Linked DNA regions of Sus scrofa: region 2 is linked to region 1. Evidence: chromatin contacts called from public Hi-C data. All regions are on one chromosome and are shown on one strand. Each heading gives the region's core, a stretch centred on a gene start, on an enhancer-like site or on the middle of the called end of the contact. The rest is flanking DNA. Distances are from core to core; before and after follow the strand shown. Region 1 overlaps RAB21 (ras-related protein Rab-21). Region 2 overlaps TBC1D15 (TBC1 domain family member 15).

What was found. A called contact is a pair of places that touch in the nucleus more often than the background predicts.
Region 2: a contact with region 1 is called in a Hi-C map of fetal liver, with 1.9 times the contacts expected there. The contact joins two enhancer-like sites.

Annotation. Positions count from the first base shown.
Region 1 is chr5:35,785,214-35,792,058 of Sscrofa11.1, forward strand. It overlaps RAB21 (ras-related protein Rab-21), which reads left to right. Exons shown (of 7, transcript XM_003481659.4): 7 at 205-3,541. The coding sequence ends at 347. Among named protein-coding and RNA genes, the nearest start is that of RAB21, 31 kb to the left of the region's middle. Within about 2 kb of position 2,143, at least 1 of the 83 cell types and tissues checked has an H3K27ac peak or open chromatin away from gene starts, as enhancers often do. A contact at or near this core is called in fetal liver, where this site is marked.
Region 2 is chr5:35,884,997-35,891,664 of Sscrofa11.1, forward strand. TBC1D15 (TBC1 domain family member 15) reads left to right here. Exons shown (of 18, transcript XM_003355517.4): 12 at 3,922-4,038. Among named protein-coding and RNA genes, the nearest start is that of TPH2, 29 kb to the right of the region's middle. Within about 2 kb of position 4,440, at least 1 of the 83 cell types and tissues checked has an H3K27ac peak or open chromatin away from gene starts, as enhancers often do. A contact at or near this core is called in fetal liver, where this site is marked.

The DNA of each region.
Region 1 (6,845 bases), core at 893-3,392:
CATTGGTTCAAATCAAAAACTTCTTTTCTCTATTGATGTCACGGTGGCCATTTTACAACTGGACAAACACCATTGCTATTATTTTTATTTAGTTTCCTTGTTGGTTGAAAGTCATCAGTAGCTATCATGGTGGTATACTGAAATTGTAGAAAGGGAAAACTCAGATTGTGATCCTAAATAATTTCTGCTTTCTCCCTCTCTTAGGGATGATAGAAACAGCACAAGTGGATGAGAGGGCAAAAGGCAATGGCTCCAGTCAACCAGGAGCTACAAGGCGAGGTGTGCAGATTATTGATGATGAACCTCAAGCCCAGAGCGGTGGCGGAGGGTGCTGTTCTTCTGGATAACTGTTGACCCCTAAGAAATTAAACAAACTGTGGATCATTGCCCTCAACATGAAGACTGCCATATTCCAAGTCACATTATTTTACCAATGGAATTATAGGATTAACAGTATTTTAAATTATGTTTATAACACTGCAGAGACCTTAAGTGCTAAACTTAGTGGAGTTTGTGACCAGAGAATTGGCATTTTCTACAAATGTTAACAAAGCAATTACCAATGGCCTTTTTACATATTTTTTTTCTTTAATAAGGAATAATATGCATGTAGAAAAGACCTACTTAAAGTCTTCATTTATATTCTTTTAAATCAGATCTTTATTTAATAACTTATATATGTTGTTGGAATGGTATACATTTTTGCAGCCCTTTGTATTTTGTGGTAGTTTGAATTGTATCACTTCTAAACAGCAAACTTTTTGTTTTCATTTTTTTTTTAATTAGCAGATACCTGAAGTACTATTTTTGCAGGGTTTGCACAGGCCCTTAACTGTCTACTACTTTGATATAATCTATATACATCCTGTATGCTGAGCTGGTAAAATACATTGTAAACTACATATTAAATATTTTATCTGCTTTTACAAGCGCAAGGTGCAAAAATATATACGGTAGTCTCATTGATGACTGTAAAGTGAATTAACATTTGGTGATAATGCCTAAGCTTTTTGACTCTGATATAAAAATTATAGTTCCCCTTCACTTTTGTCTTAACTTAAAAGTGGCGTGTTTAAATTTTCTCATATACTTTACTTGAATTATTGCTGTTGTCACATTTTTTGCCTCTGTAAATCCATCTGATGATTGAACAACAGCATTTGCCTTTTGGTTTGGATTTTTTTTGTTGTTCTTTTGTTGGGGTTTTTGTTCTTTTGTTTTTTTGTTTTTGTTTTTTGGGATAAGAGATGACTTCTGATTTTGCTTTAGAATGGTTACCTTAGAAGTATTTGAGCGGAGCATGCTGAGTTTCACTTCTGCAACGGCTTTAGTTTTCTCTTAGGCTTTATATGAGATGGATTCACTGGTGTGAGAAGAAAGTTAGAAGAAGTCCCAGGTAGTAGCCACTCACCAAGACTCATTCATACAGCATGTTGGTGGTAGTTTCTGCTCCCGAGGAAGCACTTGTAGATCTTTTGTGAGCAAGCTGTTTTTGTTCATTGCTTGCCAGAGATGAACACAGAAATTTTTGTTTCATTTTATAAGAGCTATCCTTCTAAGTTTCTTTGAAGGGACACATTTCATGTAATGCAGTTATAGCGAACACTGGAAAGATTTATTATAAAATTATATTCTTGTATACTTTGTAAATTAGTTTCTCACTAGGTTTTTTTTTTTTTTTTTTTTTTTTTCCTAAGTAAGCATAGGACTGAACTTAAATTTGTTAATTTTAATAGAATCAGGCACTGCTCACTGAAGGAACACAAATTGTGGAAATTAACATAAATTGTTCTTGTTCTAATACATATATTTTTCCATTTCTGTCATGCTTGGAAAACCAGTAAATGTTATGTCTAAGATAAAATGGAATGTCCCTGGGTTTCCTTTTTGTAAGAAGCAGAAGTATGCAATAAAGTTACTAGCATGAGCAATTAAGAGGATATGAAGAGGTCATAGTTAATAAAGAAGAAACTTTCCCAGATGGGTTAAAGTTGAATAGATCAACACCTTGATGTGATGCTAGAATTTTAACTTAGTATTAAGTATTCCATACTTCCTCATTTTGCCTTCTTCAGTTATCGTCCTTGCCAAACTCAACACACTGCTTCTCTGTTGTGTGTGGTAAGGGAGGGTAGGGTGGGACAAGTCCTCAGGAAGATAAGCTAAAACTGTCTTCTTCTATGAGATGACTGTACTCTATGTAGTTTCTTGGTTTCCTTTGAAATTACTATTTATGCAGGGGGTAGAGGGAGGCAGAGGGAATCATGAGTACACATATAGGAAAAATTGTTTTTGCCCTCTTGATTCTTTCGGTGATGGTAATGAAAGGCTTGACATTTGTAGATGGAAAATAAGCCCTTCTCCACTGGAATGAAGTATGTTTATAAAACTAATGCGATGAAATTGAGCTTTATTCCAAAAAAATAAAGTCATAAAGCCTGATAATCGGAGAGTTGTACGCTGAATTTTTGACCCTATATTAGTGATATAAAGTCCAGATAGAAACTCCTGCTTCAGAAGTGCCAGATAATTATTGGTGGGGTATAGCCACTCTCCATATTTTTTTCTCCTTTACTCTCCCTTGGTTTCTGTGTATCTTTAACCTCTAGCATTTCAGTCTTCTTTTTTTTAACCTGTAATTTAAGCTAATTCAGTAGCAACAGTAGATAATACAGTATATATCTGTCCTTGCTCTGAAGCCCAAAAAGTCCTTAGGGAGGAATAGAGTGAAAGGGTAATGAAAGAGGACCAACCAGTTGCAGCATGTGTACAAAGGAAAGATAAAGAGATGATAAACCAAGGCTGAGGACGTTTTTCTGATACTTTGTTTACTTCTCTAATATGTTTTTTTGTGTTCCTGTCCTTATGATTGTGCTGTTAGGAAGAAGACACAAGTTACTGTGTTGTGTATTAAAAATAGTGGGTAGGTAGAACCAGTATATTTTTTATCTAGTAAGTGTGTACTCAGTATATATAATTAAAAATTGGTTTAGAATAGTCATTATAAAGGTCTCTGAATATTTAAAGTATGCAATCATTGTTTCTGTAATGATGATGAGTATTCTGCTTCTTTTGCATTGTGATTATAGAGGAAGGTCATTGTTTTTAAAAATGTGTATTGCAACAATTTTGGGGTAAACAGTAATCTGACAAGAAACAAGCATCATGTTATTGTATGAAGTAAGATTGTTTGAATTTGCTTTGTTTTGGGTTATCTCTTGAAAGTAGCCTTAAGCTATGGCTGTTACAGCTAAATTGAAATATTTTAAAAAATACATTAGCTATGTATTATTAGTGATTAGTTAACATTAGAACGATGTTTCATTTTTAGATTTTTTAGTAAGAAAAAATAAGATTTGGGGTCTAGGGAAGGAGGGTAGTAAGGAGTAGAATGAAAGTCAGATAGATATGAAATTCTACAACCTGACAGTTGACAGTTTAAAATCATTTTGAAAACCACATTACTTTTATCACATAGTTTCTAAATGAGGCAAGTTACGCATTGTGCCAAATATTTAGAACATTAAAAAAAATGAATTGTTGTACTGTTTATTTCTTTTAATACATAATTTGCAATTTTCTATATTATAAATGGTACCAGGAGTCTATCATTGATCTTATACTATCTTCAGATAATATAACTTATCTTTATATTTACTGCTTACTACTCTAAAAGCGTTTGATCAGTGCCTTTGACTTTTGAACTTTATTTTGCTACTTGTTTGCCATTATAGTTTGCACAGTTTTCTTTATAGATAGCATAGCAAGGAGGGGGTTACTTAATTTGTGACCATTTAAAATGTTAAGATCTTCTAGAAAAGGGTATAGCTAGTAGTGATCAGCAAGGGCCTTAATAATTTTTAAAGCTGTAAAGACTGAATAGAAAGTATTCTTTTCTAAATTACAAAATACATTTTACCTAGATTTGAATAATTAAAAGTTGGGATTCATTGAATGTATACATTTACTTGGTTTCATAATAGACATTGATTCTAGTAAGCTGCTGTTCTGTAATTTTTAATTGACTAAAACAGATTAATATATTTGGTGTCGTGGACTAGAATTAATGCTACACATACGTCCAACTTTGATGGCTTTTCTTGTTTCCCAAGAAAACAAACTAATCACAATTCTGAGCAAACTTTCCTAAATATAAGTATTTTAGTATTAATCATATATAATGAAAAAAACTAAGAAATATTCTTAGGAGTTTCCAATTTTAAGCAGAAATGCTCTGCGGGAGTTCCTGTCGTGGCTCAGTGGTTAACCAATCCAACTAGGAACCATGAGGTTGTGGGTTCAATCCCTGGCCTCGATCAGTGGGTTAAGGATCCAGCATTGCCGTGAGCTGTGGTGTAGGTTGCAGATGTGTCTCAGATCTGGCGTTGCTGTGGCTGTGGCGTAGGCCGGCGGCTACAGCTCCAATTCAGCCCCTAGCCTGGGAATCTCCATGTGCCGTGGGGGCATCCCTAGAAAAGACCAAAAAAAAAAAAATGCTTTGCTTTTAAACAAATATCACTTACATTTGGTGGACCTTTAGTATTGCTTGTGCTACTTGGGATTTATATATAATCTCTTTTCTGAGGAAGCTGAGTGTGCTTTTGAGTGTTAACTTTTCTACTGCAACATTTTCTCTACAGTAGATAATGAACATGGAGTTATTACCTGCCACACCCAGAAAGAATCGTATCCTTAAAGCATCTGGTCTTCAGGAGACTGCACATATTTCCAAATGCATTACATTAAAGCCAAAAGATAGGCCTGCTAACTAAAATGGTCTTCTTTCTCCCCACTGTACGAGTTCTTATTTTGATTTTGATACTTCTGGCAGCTGTATCATCTCTTCATTATTACATACTCAAGAAGAAAATAATATGATTTCCTTAAATTTGAACTTGTGTAGAGCAATGAGAGAAAGGTGAGAGATAGCAGGGATAAAGTGTGATAACATTGATAAACAGACAATGGTGGTATTTGGGTACCTCCTCCCAAATGGTAACTATAACTCTGTAGTATATACTCTTCAATCACCTTTTCTCTGTGCATTTATATACATATATATTTACCTATAAAAATACATAATTTTGTGCATTTAAAATTTTTACATAAATTGTGTCTTACTATGCATGTGTTTTTTGCAACTTGCTTTTTTTCTTACCAACATGTCTAGGAGCTCTTAATCTCTTACTATGTCAATATATACAGACTTTTATTTTCTCCCAAATCTCTTTGGGTGTGTTTTGCCTTTTTAAGTAACCTCTGACTATTCATAAAACTTTTGCCAAAGGAATCTGGTCAATTAGATAGATTTCATTGGAATCATAGAATTTAAATGCAAGCCAGTTCTTACCTTAGAACCAGGGTCTCTTTTAAACATGTGAGTTAGGAAATTAGGGGAGTTTCCGTTGTCGCTTAGTGGAAACGAATCTGAGTGGTATCCATGAGGACGCAGGTTCGATCCCTGGCTTTGCTCAGTGGGTTAAGGATCTGGCGTTGCCACGAGCTGTGGTGTAGGTTGCAGATGCTGCTCTGATCCTGAGTTGCCGTGGCTGTGGTGTAGGCCTGCTGCTACACCCCCAATTCGACCCCTGGTCTGGGAACCTCCATATGCTGCGAGTGTAGCTCTTAGAAAGACAAAAAAATAAAATAAATGAAATTAGAAAGGCATCTGCCTACAATTCATTTGAAGTATTTTACTTTTGGTCTACTCTTCACTGGTTAATATATAAAATTCAGGAGTTTAGCGATTTTTCTTTCTTCAGAGTAGGTTTTTATTTGAGGGAAGAAAGAAAGGAAAGGTATAGCTGTTAGGGAAGAGGACAGAGTAAACTAAAATGAGTCTTTACACAAGTATGAGCAATTACATTACACAAGACTTAATGCTACCAAAAATTAGAACTTACTTGCTCTGTGCCATTAATATGAAGTTAAGGGAGCTTCCTTGTGGCACATCAGGTTAATAAAGATCTGTCATTGTCAGTGCAGTGGCTTGGATCGTTTCTGTGGCATGAGTTCTGTCTCTGCTCCAGGAACTCGCACGTGCCATGGTTGCAGTGAAGAAAAAAAAAAAAAAAATGGAGTTAAAAAATGAAAGTCCCTTTTCAGATCACCCCTGGCACACACCACCAGCACCACCACACATTGCCCTTGAGAGATAACCACTGTTCACAATTTGGTATGTGTCATTATGTCTCATATATAAATGTTTTACTTTATATTTGGCCTTTATATCAGTTCCCTGAAAGCAATTCCTACCCTATGTCACCTTCTTTCCTCAATCAATTAACTTTGCAAGAGCAAATCAGAATCATAATTTTTTTTTTTTTTTAAGGGCTGTACCCATAGCATATGAAAGTTTCCAGGCTGAGGTCAAATTGGAACTGTAGCTGCCAACCTGTATCACAGCCACAGCAATGTGGGATTCAAGCCATGTCTGTGACCTGTACCACACCTCACAGCAACAGATCCTTAACCCACTGAGTGGGTCTAGGGATGGAACCCGCCTCCTCATGGATGCTAGTCAGATTTGTTACTGCTGAGCCATGTATTATATGTATTCCTAAATGCACTTTCCAATTTGGGAGGATGGGCCCCCATTTTCCTACTGCTTCCGCGGCATATGGAGGTTCCCAGGCAAGGGGTCGAATCGGAGCTGTAGCTGCCAGCCTACACTATAGCCACAGCAACGCGGGATCCGAGCCACATCTGCGACCTACACCACAGCTCGTGGCAATGCCGGATCCTTAACCCACTGAGCAAGGCCAGGGATCGAACCTGCAACTTCACGGTTCCTAGTCAGGAACTCCCAGAATCATATGTTTTTAAAGAAAGTAAAATCAGTGGTG
Region 2 (6,668 bases), core at 3,190-5,689, 100 kb after region 1:
AGAAGACGACATGTTGGAGGCTTTAGGACGGGGGCTGAGATGTGAAAAATTATATGAAAAGAGATAGGGAATGCATGGGGCAGTTAAATCACAGTTGTCAGACTGCATTAACTTGAGGTTAGTGATGGTGAATGTAAAATGAATCAGTCAGCATGGTTCTGCTTTTCTTCCTTTGTTTTTAACTACTTCAAGTTAGAGTTGGATTTAATGACGGCCTTTAAAAAAAATTCAGTGCTTATTTTCTTTCTTTCTTTTTTTCTTTTTCCATTTTTTTATTACTCAAATGAATTTATCACATCTGTAGTTGTATAATGATCATAACAATCTGATTTCACAGGATTTCCATCCCATAGCCCAAGCACATCCCCCACCCCCCAAACTGTCTCCTCCGGAGACCATAAGTTTTTCAATGTCTGTGAGTCAGCATCTGTTCTGCAAAGAAGTTCATTCTGTCCTTTTTTCAGATTCCACATGTCAGTGAAAGTATTTGATGTTGGTGTCTCATTGTATGGCTGACTTCACTTAGCATGATAGTTTCTAGGTCCATCCATGTTGCAAAAAATGCTGGTATTTCGTTCTTTTTAATGGCTGAGTAATATTCTATCGTGTGTATGTACCACATCTTCTGGATCCACTCCTCTGTCGACGGACATTTAGGTTGTTTCCATGTCTTGGCTATTGTAAATAGTGCTGCAGTGAACATCGGAGTACATGTGTCTTTGCAAGTCATGGTTTTCTCTGGATAGATGCCCAGGAGTGGAATTGCTGGATCAAATGGTAGTTCTATGTTTAGTTTTCTGAGGACTCTCCATACTGCTTTCCACAGTGGTTGCACCAATTTACAATCCCACCAACAGTGTACTAGGGTTTCTTTTTCTCCACACCCTCTCCAGCACTTATTGTTTGTAGACTTTTTGATGATGGCCGTTCTGGCTGGTGTGAGGTGGTACCTCATAGTGGTTTTGATTTGCTTCTCTCTAATAATGAGTGATGTTGAGCATCTTTTCATGTGTTTCTTGGCCATCTGTATGTCTTCTTTGGAGAATTGTCTGTTTAGATCTTCTGCCCATTTTTGCATGGGGTTGTTTGTTTTTTTGGTATGGAGCTGTAGAAATTGTTTATAAATTTTGGAGATGAATCTGTTGTCAGTCGATTCACTTGCAAAGATTTTCTCCCATTCTGTGGGTTGTCTTTTTGTGTTGTTTAGGGTTTCCTTTGCTGTGCAGAAACTTTGAAGTTTGGTTAGATCCCATTTGTTTATTTTTCTTTTTATTGTCAATACTCTGATAGGTGGATCTAAGAAGATGTTGCTGTCATTTATGTCAGAGAGTATTTGGCCTATGTTTTCCTCTAGGAGTTTGATAGTGTCTGGTCTTATATCTAGGTCTTAAATCCATTTGGAGTTTATTTTTGTGTATGGTGTTAGGGAGTGTTCTAATTTCATTCTTTTCCATGTGGCTGTCCAGTTTTCCCAGCACCACTTATTGAACAAGCTGTCCTTTCTCCATTGTATCTTCTTGCCTCCTTTGTCATAGATTAGTTGGCTATAGGTGTGTGGGTTTAATTCTGGGCTTTCTACCCTGTTCCACTGATCTATATTTCTGTCTTTGTGCCAGTACCATACTGTTTTGATGACTGTGGCTTTGGAGCATAGTCTGAAGTCTGGGAGCCTGATTCCTCCATCTCTATTTTTCTTTTTCAGGATGTCTTTGGCTCTTCTGGGTCTTTTGTGCTTCTAAACAAACTTTAAAATATTTTGTTCGAGTTCTGTGAAAAATGTCCTTGGTAATTTGATAGGGATTGCATTGAATCTGTAGATTGCCTTAGGTAGTATAGTCATTTTGATAATATTAACTCTTCCAATCCACGAGCATGGTATGTCTTTCCATCTATCTGTGTCATCTTTGATTTCTTTCATCAGTGGCTTGTAGTTTTCAGAGTATAGGTCTTTTGTTTCTTTAGGTAGGTTTACTCCTAGGTATTTTATTCTTTTGGATGCAATGGTAAACGGGATTGCTTCCCTGATTTCCTTTTCTGCTTTTTCATTGTTAGTATATAGAGTTATTTTCTTTCTAGAAAAAGTTTCTAGAAATACTTTCGTATCTTTTGGGGGGGGTGCAGCCCATAGTACATGAAAGTCCCTAGGCTAGGTGTTGAATTGGAGCTGCAGCTGCTGGCTTACACCACAGCCACAGCAACGCCAGATCCGAGCTGTGTCTGCGACCTAAACCACAGCTCATAGCAACGCCAGATCCTTAACCCACTGAGTGGGGCTGGGGATCAAACCCAAGTCCTCATTAATACTAGTCGGGTTTATTACCACTGAGTCACAATGGAAGCTCCTCTTATATAATTTTTGATCTCTTTGTTTTCTACCTAGCATGCCATAACCAAATATCTATACAAGAGGAAAGTTCAAGGATACAAATAACTTTTCACTCTGTTTAAAACACCTGTTAAAGCAGATATTCTGTATTAGTGTTAGGGCAGTGTAAATTGTGCTTGAGTTAATAAATGTACCTCTTTATCAACTGTGATGTGAGAATGAAACATTTTGATTTTTTTAAATGAAATTTGATACTTATGGCATGATTTTTGGGGGGTATTGCTTTTCCATATTCGAAAAATGTATCCACAGTTCTATAGATATATGCTTATATTTATAGGGTCAAATGTAGTATATTTTAACAGAAAGCTGGGATATTGTCCTTACGGTTTTTTAAATGCCCTTACAGAATCTAAATTTGTGTCATCCTTTGTTAGATTCTGTCTTGTTATAAAGTATCCTCATTCCTTCACAACAATTATTGAGAATGTTTTCAAGTTATTCAATTTAATGGGGCAGGGGTAGGGGGAGAGTTCAGTTATAACTTTTAAAGAAAATTGTTACAGAGTAAGTTAATTGCTTTGAATTTCTTTAAATTATTTCTTCCTAATTTACTGAGGGTTTCAAGTTTGGGGAATGCCTTTTTAGTTGTAAAGTCTTTCACCACAAGATGCATCTAGTGGGTATCAGTGTTTGTGAACTGAATTTTCAGTACAACTTGGGATACACTTCTGTGATGTTTTCAAATCTGTTTCTAATGTCATAAAATTTCCAGGAAAATGTGTTTTTTTATGTTTTCAAAATTAAAATAAATTGCTTATAATTATATGGAAACTGAATAATGTATGTATGAGAATATGGAAGTAATTTGTCCTAGAGATGATTATGGAACATGACAAAGAAGTTGATAATACTTCTCATAGTGAATGAAGCACTTATGAACAAAACAAATCTCTCTGATTGTGGTTGATTGCATAGTAGCTTTTTCATTACTGTTTTCAAATATTACTGCCCATCATATGCATTCATGACTAGCATTTTATTGCTTACTCTTGGTTTTAATTAATGAAAAGTATTCCTGGAGTTCCCGTCATGGAGCAGCGGAAACGAATAGGATTAGGAACCATGAGGTTGCCAGTCCGATCCCTGGCCTCACTCAGTGGGTTAAGGATCCAGCATTGTCATGAGCTGTGGTTTAGGTCGTGGACGCGGCTTGGATCTAGCATAGCTGTGGCTGTAGTGTAGGCTGGTAGCTGTAGCTCCGATTCGACCCCTAGCCTGGGAACCTCCATATGCTGCAGGTGCGGCCCTAAAAAGAAAAAAGTATTTCCTACTATTAAAGTATTTCTATGTTTAGGTAAAAATTGAAAAAAATATTTAAAAATACATCCAAGAGGAGGTGGACTGACTTTGGAAAAATATTCTAAAATGCTGCTCTATTACATATCTGAAAGTGAAATTTGGTGAATATTTTCATTAAGTAAAAGTTTGGCAAGAGTATAAAATTAATAGCAAGAAAAATAATTTTTTACTTGTGAAATATGAACTTTATAAAAATCTGAGGTTTTCAAATATGTGATGATTTTCTTCCTTAGAAAAAGATGTTAACAGAACAGATCGAACAAACAAGTTTTATGAAGGCCAAGATAATCCAGGATTGATTTTGCTTCATGACATTTTGATGACATACTGTATGTATGATTTTGATTTAGGTGAGTTCTCTTCTAATATCCTAATTTAAAGATATTATATATGTGTATATGTATTTATTTAAATTTATTAACCTGTTAGACATACGTGATAGCTCTGTGGCTTAGTTTTTATAGGGGTTTTTCCACAGGGAATGGAAACTTAAAAGGCTCTCTTGTTCTCAAATTGTGCACCAAGGACAGTGGGTTGTTGCAGCCAACTCATGGAGACACTGTGGGATATTTAAAATATTTGAGGGAAAGAGAGAGACATCTGTAGCATCCTGCTCTAACTGCCCTGAAGTAATTCAGGGTTTCAACATTAGATTACCAAATTCCTTCTGATGAAATTATATCTTTGCAAAGCAGAGTGTTTGGCCTTGTGGTGATAAGCAAATACTGTGTGAAAATAGATGAGGAGGTGGTATCCAGCTGGATTTGAGATAATACCAGTTTGAAAAGTAGTGTTGTGCCCAACAGGTGCTAAGTTCATAGGACATAAATATTTATTAAGTTGTTTGGATCTGTTTAATAAATGAGAATGGTAGTAATTTTTTCGAGCTTAGGAGCACTTTGGAAAAAAATTACTGACCCATTAAGAATACTGTGAACTGAGAAAGGTTGGGAACCTTTTTTTTTGATATATGCTTTCTCCCTTGTGAAGAAAAATACTGATTTTATATCATAGACAACCAGTACACTATCTAAGGCATATAGAACTTTACTCTTTTTTCTTGGTTAATCTATTTTCTTCCAAGAATGAATTGGAAAGATTGGAGCTGGAGGTGGGAGTGGGGAATTGCATGGGGACGTTATGCTAAGAGATGGAAAACCTAAGGAACTGATATTTTTAAGGGACTAGAGAACTTGAGTTGTTTCTTTAAAGGATCAATAAATTCCCTAATCTTCAACTTTTAAATAAAGATAAAGAATGGGAAAAAAAAAATGGAAAAGTTTCTACTGATGTTAGTGACTCCCAACTAGAGGATAGTGAAAGTACATGTTTTCCAGATTACCTTAATAGAGCTTGAGACACCTTTTGAAGAAGGTAATTGGGTATTTGTGATATTAAACTCAAATGAACCTTGAATATGTGTGCATTTTCTTTATTGTATCTATGTGAATTTTTCTTGGCTTCTTTTTTTTTTTTTTCAGCTGCACCTGTGGCATATGGAAGTTCCTAGGCTAAGGGTTGAATTGGAGCTGCAGCTTCAATCTCAGCTACAGATCTCAGCCACATCTGTGACCCATGCCATAGCTTAAGGCAACACTGGATCCTTAACCTGCTGAAAGAGGCGAGTGAACCTGCATCCTCATGGACACTATGTTGGGTTCTTAACCCATGAACCATGACGGGAGCTCCCCCTCTTGGCTTTTATGTGTAAGTTAGGGAAGATATAAACTCTTCTGTGGGTCCTGAGGCACCAGCCTCTTTGGTGCTGGTGGTTGAATATTACAGATTTCTCTCTAAAAGGTGAAATGTAGCCAGTCTTGTCTATCACATCCATAGTGAACCTCAAATTGGATCATTGGAAACATTGCTTCTCAGGTTACAGAGTGCTGTCATCCTTGATTTTGATTTCAGTTTTATTCTTTTTTTTTTTTTTTGCCTTTTTGCTATTTCTTGGGCTGCTCCTGCGGCATATGGAGTTTCCCAGGCTAGGGGTTGAATCGGAGCTGTAGCTGCCAGCCTATTCCAGAGCCACAGCAACTCAGGATCCGAGCCGCGTCTGCAACCTACACCACAGCTCACGGCAACACCGGATCGTTAACCCACTGAGCAAGGGCAGGGATCGAACCCGCAACCTCATGGTTCCTAGTCAGATTCGTTAACCACTGCGCCACGACAGGAACTCCATGATTTCAATTTTATTCTTTTAGCTGCCTTTTGAAGAAGTTGGGGAAGTAATCCCTACTTTATGAGTAGTAAGGTTATACTGATTTAGAAGGTGACTCAGAGTTGCACAGTAGTGAATATTGCACTGGGGGTAGAGATTCAAGTCTTTATTTCAGGTTGGCATTCTTAACTCTACACATTTAGCACCCTGCCCACTGCCATTTTAGTTTCTGTTACCACTGTAGGGAATAGGACTGTTGTCCTAGGGTCCTGTGCTCTTAGGTGGTAATTTTGAGATAGGAGTTAATGCATATTCTCAGGAGTTCCTGAATGCTCAGTTTTTTTTCAGGGCATAGTCCCAGGTCAGCTAATTGGATAAATTGCTAATTTCATTTGTCTGTATTAATCCCACATTCTTTCTGGTCAAATACTTAAGTTATTTGAAACATACCCAAGGTTTTTATTAAGAACTCTGTCCTTGTGAGAAGTCAAGGTAGTTTTCATAAAGCAGTGGACCAAATTTTTTGCTTTTTACTAATAGCAAAGTAACCTGAGCTGTAATTTTACTGTTATAGGTGAGCCTATCATACTGAGGTTTTGGCTTAGCCCATAGATGAGGGATAGGTATATTTGCAGTGAGTATAGTCTCAATAGTGAGGAAGAAGATCAAAAGCAGACAGAAGACAAAAATTACTGAAAGCAGACAGAGCAACTCAAGGAAGAATTTTTTTTTTTTTTTTTTTTGGTCTTTTTGCCATTTCTAGGGCCGCTCCCGCGGCATATGGAGGTTCCCAGGCTAGGGGTCGAATCGGAGCTG